Regions from separate parts of the Sus scrofa genome. Here region 1 is linked to region 2. The links are chromatin contacts, called in public Hi-C maps. All regions are on one chromosome and are shown on one strand. The core of a region is the stretch at or near the end of the contact, and the rest is flanking DNA. Distances in the headings are between cores, read along the strand shown. Region 1 holds the start of TUSC2 (tumor suppressor candidate 2). Region 2 holds the start of SEMA3B (semaphorin-3B).

What was found. A called contact is a pair of places that touch in the nucleus more often than the background predicts.
Region 1: a Hi-C map of subcutaneous adipose tissue shows a contact between it and region 2, with 2.4 times the contacts expected there. The contact joins the promoter of TUSC2 here to the promoter of SEMA3B in region 2. A contact is called at or near these places in 1 of 5 promoter capture datasets (fetal liver), 13 of 47 Hi-C or Micro-C datasets (alveolar macrophages, blood, embryonic fibroblasts and 8 more) and 2 of 2 datasets of contacts at active chromatin or transcription factors (alveolar macrophages and skeletal muscle).

What each region holds. Positions count from the first base shown.
Region 1 is chr13:32,814,087-32,816,786 of Sscrofa11.1, forward strand. TUSC2 (tumor suppressor candidate 2) reads right to left here and starts at 1,286. Exons shown (of 3, transcript XM_003132224.4): 1 at 973-1,286. The coding sequence starts at 1,118. RASSF1 (ras association domain-containing protein 1) reads right to left here. Exons shown (of 6, transcript XM_021068824.1): 6 at 2,070-2,700.
Region 2 is chr13:32,735,811-32,738,510 of Sscrofa11.1, forward strand. SEMA3B (semaphorin-3B) reads left to right here and starts at 1,290. Exons shown (of 18, transcript XM_021068808.1): 1 at 1,290-1,314.

The DNA of each region.
Region 1 (2,700 bases), core at 36-2,535, 78 kb after region 2:
GAAGACACTGCTGGCCCAGGACCAAAGCCTGAGATAGCAGATGCCTGGGCTAAGAAGAAGCCTAAAGAGGAAAAGGCTGCATCCTCCCCCACCCAGGTGGCTGATGCAGCCACTGTTGGGATCCCCCTAGTATCTTTTTTTTTTTTTTTTTAAGGGCCGCACCCGCAGCATATGGAAGTTCCTGGGCTACGGGTCGAATCCAAGCTGCAGCTGTGGGCCTACACCAAAGCCACAGCAACGGCAGATCCCCAACCCACTGAGCAAGGCCAGGGATCAAGCCAGCGTCCTTGTAGTTACTAGTCAGATTGGTTCCCGCTGAGCCACAAGGGGAACTCCCCTCCTAGTATCTAAAGACAAATCTAAACTAGCATCATCTGAGTGCCAGTCCCCAGGTGCGAGTCAGGGACAGGCCAATCTAGAGCTCCTGTCTAGACCCCCTAGGGGAGGGGAGAAGTCAGTGTTCCAGGTATGGGAAACATACCTGGTTGAGGGTCTTTTCCCAGGGCCCCATCCCCAATGCTAGGGCCCAGTCCTGCTTTCCCGGCCATTACCCAGAGAGATCCAACCCCACCACTGTGGGAAACGGAAAAAAAAAAACAAAACAGAGGGCCATTCTCCTCTAGGAAGAATTAGAGGTGAGGGAGGATAGGAGCCTTCAGCTTGTAGGCTGGAACGGAAGGAATGAAAGTGGCTCTGAAGTCTCTGAGAGGAAATCCCTATCTTAGGTTCACTGTGCGGAGGGCATGCCCAGGGACAAGCCTCAGGCCCGCTCTTCTCCTCGAGAGACCTTCAGAGCAGCCAGACCGCTAGGAACCTACTACTCCGTTTCCCCGACCCCTTGTTCCTATGGGGACCGGAAATAAGAAAATCATCCTGACTCGGGTGTAGGGGTTACAGCGGCGGGAGCGCCCCATGACGCGGGGCGCCCGGCCGCCCGTCTGTCTTCCCCAAGGCGGAACCCCGCGCCCTTACCCGCGGCGCGTGAATACGAAGGGGGGCACGACTCGGCCCCGCGGTCGCACCAAAGCTTGCTCAGCGACCGCCGCCTCCGGGCCGCCGCCCCCCGCCGCCGAGGCGAAGGGCCACAGGCCCCGAGCTTTGGAGCCGCTGGCGCCCATGTCAGGGCCACCGATGCATGGCGGGGTCCGCGGCCGCTTCGCTCTTAGAGGGCCGACAGCACCGCCATGCCCTGCCTCAGCCTCCGCTCGCAGGTGCCGCCGCCGCCGCCGCCGCCGCCGCCACCACCACCTTCAGGCTCCGCTGTCTCCACGGAAACCTCACTTCCGCTTCCGAATGCTCTTTACCTTGCCCCCTCTAATTGGTTGCTTCTCTCGTCGATCCGCGGAGCAGGGCCAATAGCCGTCCTCCGATGCTAGGCATCCTAGCATGCACTGCGAGACGTCAGTTCCCAGCAGGCCACGCTCCCTCCACCTGGGGCCGCTCCCACACAAGAAACCTGTGGCGGTGTGCTCCTGGCTTCTTCGATGTGTGTGGCGGCGTAAACGTCCACAACCCCTAGAAGTCAGGCTCAGCGGACCCGTCCAACCACCAGGTCCTCTCAAACCAGCACTTTAGGGCCTGACTTCAGGCCAGGCTGGGAAGTGCCTCTCTGGCCTCATTGTATTCCCACGCTGTTTGCTATTCCCACCGTGGCATGCGGAGAAAATACCGAACTTAAGGAGAATTGGCCAGTGGTTGTATGGCTACATTCAGGACTGAAGAACTTCAAATCGTGTTCTTTCTAAACCCACCAAAAACCATGCTTCATGAAGGTTAACATCTGTACCTTCGGTCCCATAAGCAGTGTCTGCTCCACACCAGTGTCTGAATATTTGGCGAAGTGTGTGGTTTCCCTAAGCTCCGGCCACAGCTGATGTTCTTGCCTCTACCATGCCCTGAGCTCCCAGGTGTTGACTAATGACCAAGTACATATCCATATCGCACAACCTTCACAAATTGGTCTCATGGTCCCCGTGGAAAAGGTGCTTTATGAGGCTGTCTGTCAATCTTGGCAGCCACTGGCATGAGGGGCAACTGCAGATGAGGGCCCGTAAAAGAATCCAAAAGCAGAATGCTTAAATCTTTATTCAGCCAATTCTCTCAAGCCCCAGGCCCTGATGCCCTTCACCCCGACCCCTTTCCCAACAGGAGGCAGTGAGCTGAGGTCACAAAATATTACATACATTCGCACACATCATCAAAAATACTCAAGGGAAAGACCCTGGCTTTGACTGGCAAACAAGGCACAGAGGTGGGCCAGTGCCCACACACAAACCCTGACCCAGGGACATCCTCCTTGGAGGAGGCACTGAGGCACCATTGCTGCACCATGAGCTAGCACTACCTGACCCCAGAGTGTCTGAGGAGTCAGAGGGTGCTACAGAGAGAATCCTAGACTTCCTTGATGCCTAGAATATCCATCCTTGGTTGTGACAGGGCTGTCCTGAGACCCTATCCAAGACTTAAAACACAATCTTTCACCATAGATGAGGGCCCTCATCCCTGCAAACATGACCCTATTATTTGTTTGTAGGATCTCAAAGATTCTTGTATCTAAGATACAAATTAAGTAGACTTCTGTCTGCTCCAGCCCCATTGGCAACCCTGGAGCAGCTTCCCAGGGCAACCCTGGCCCACCATGACCCAGTACATGAAGGGCAGAAGGGTGCAGAGCCATGCTCTGTTACACCCACTTGTGGA
Region 2 (2,700 bases), core at 40-2,539:
CCTGCTCCCAGACCAAGCCATGGATCCCAGTATGAAGTGGGCTGTCTCCCACCAGTGGGGACTGTCAAGAGGCCGATCCACCTCCCAGAAGGCCTGCTGCACTCCAAATAGTTTGCTCAGGCTACTCATGTGGTAGCAGCCTTGCTATTTTTAATCCATTGCGGGGGGATGACACCGGGACACAGCTGGGAAGAGAGAGACAAGCCCTCAGAGTCAGAGAAGTCTGAAGAGGGGAGGATGCAGGGAGATGCTGTGGGGAAGAGGCAGTCCAGGCTTGCAGCCACTTCCCAGCGCCCCTGGGCCAGACCCCCCACCCCCAGCAGGTGGGTGGAGACTCAGTTGCTAGGTGCAGAAAGGAGGGGGTGCCCCATTAGAACCTGAGCACCTGAGGCTGTGGGGGCTGCTGAGGCCTAGAAGAACCCCTTACCATGTTCCAGGGCAGTCCCATGGCTCCTCCTGATGTCAGGAGATCCTCCTTCTCCCCTGAGGACCCCTCAGAATCATTCCCCACCCTTGACCCAGAGTTCCAAGTCAGGCATCAAGGCTGGAGCTCTGACTCCAGCCACCTGGCCTGTGGCATGGCCAGCTAGGTCCTAGTTGCCCTGGGAGTCAGGAAGAGGTCTGGGATAGGACTCCAGATTCTCTTGGCTGAGTTCTGGGTCCAGCCCACTCTCAAACAGCTGAACCCAATCCTTGGGTCTCTTGCCCTGAAAGGGATCCTAGCGACCCTCATCCCTGCCATAGGGCTATGCATTCCCCCAAGTCTCCCTTGAACACCTGGAGGGGAAGCCAGCACCCAGCACACTCCCAAGGAGAGCCTCAAGCCTGCTGAGGTCTGCGTGCAGCTGTGCGACAGCAAGTGTGTCCGTTCTGCCAGCCAGTCAGCTCCTCAGTTAACCACACAGTGACGGGCACTAGTGTCCAAGGGGTAAGGGTCAAGGCCGTGGATCTCTTTTCCTTCCCTGCTTTTGTTTCTCCCCTTGCAGGAGACCCAGCCTCACAGGTGATGTTATTTAGGAAAAAAATTTGTTTGACATTCCTTGGCATTACTCTGTTTTCTGACCTCATTATGGGTGGAGGGAGTCAAGTCCTGAGTGGCTGCTGCAGGGTCAAAAGGGGCCTGAATTATCCCTTTCCATCAACCCCCCCAAGACCCAGCAGGCCCCAGAAGGTGCAGGTCCTCCTGCAGGCACTTGTTTCCCTGTGCTTGAGGCCCTTAAGTGCTGGCATCTGCCGGGAACCCTGAGCCCTTGCAGAGAGGCTTGGACCCGGTGTAACAAGCGTCCAGAGCTCCAGAGGAAGGTGGGTGAGGAGGTGAGTGGTGAGGAAAAGGCCAGCAGGTGGCAAACGGGAAGGCCTAAGGGGTGGAGGGCCCAGCCCAGGCTGAATCCTGGGGTGGCTGGAGTTCTGGCGAGGTTACCTCGGGCTGAGCTAGGGAGGGGTGTATGAAATGCCTGGCTAAGAGCCTGGGGTGTCCCCAAGTTTCAGCAAGCTCTCTGAGTGAGGGGCTGGGGAGGGCAGGGTCCTGAAGGGAGGTACTCCGAGGAGAACTGGCAGAAGGACCACCAAGGCTGGGTCCCCTGTGAAGGGGTCCGGCTTCAAGCTGCAGGGGGGGAGGTGAGGGGGTGGGGCTTTGCCCTGTTTTGAAGGAGACAGGAAGGCCTCCTTGAGTTGGCCGCTCTCTGGAGGGAGGAGTGTAGGCTTGGGCACTGTTGGGGTGGGTTGGAGACTTGGAGTAAGAAGACTTAGGAGTCCCCAGTCGCTGGGCAGGGAAAGAGGTTCAGGTGGAGGTTCGGGCGTTGGGCTGGGGGCTGGGAGGGTGGGTAGAGGGGCGGTGGGGGAGGGAGGGAAACAGGAGAGGAGTCAAGCCTGAGAAAACGTCCCATGAAGCTGGGCTGGAAGGGGCTGCCGTGGAATCTCCCTCGAGGCTGGTGGCCTGCATGCCACAGGATGCCCAATGCTGGGATGGCAACCAGAGTGCACACCTGTGGACCCCACATGTGCCAGACTTGCCTGGCCCACCATTTATAACCTGGGGCAAGTGAGGAGAGGAATCTGAGAGATTCATTCTGCTTCTAGGGACACACAGCTGGTGAGCGACAGAGTCAGGATTCAACCCCGCCCCTCCTCAGCTACTTTGGTGGGGATCCCTGAGGCAGGCGCAGTCCATCCTCTTCGAGATGCATCTTGAGCCCCCCGACCAATACTCTCCTGATGCTCTCCCCCAGCAGAGTAAGGGAATGTGGGATTTATGTTAATGTATGTTAATGAGCACAGGGTGCCCCAGGAGTCGACTTTTGCAGCATTCTTGGCACCTCCTCCCCCGCTTCCCCCAGGCTATAGGAAAGGAGGGGAGAGGGAGGCCCCACCCGCAGGCCCCTCTTCTTTCTCCCTCCCCCTTCCCCCCCTGCTGGGCAACGAAGAAAACAGGAGTGAGTGGAGAGCTGTGATGTGGCTGATGGGGGGGGCTCCCCCCATCCCGGAGGGGCTGACCTCAGCCGGGGAGGAATGTGCAGGAGGCGGAGGGCAGGGGCGGAGCGGGTGGGGGTTGGGCCCCAGCCAGAGGCCCAGGGTTCCTGGTGGCCCCTCCTTCAGCCCCTCCACCTCAGCTCTGACAGGGCTTTCAGAAGGGAAGGGAACAGACAAGGAGGGGAAGAACTGATCTTTCCAAAAAGGTGGGCCAGGGTCCTGCGGGAGCCT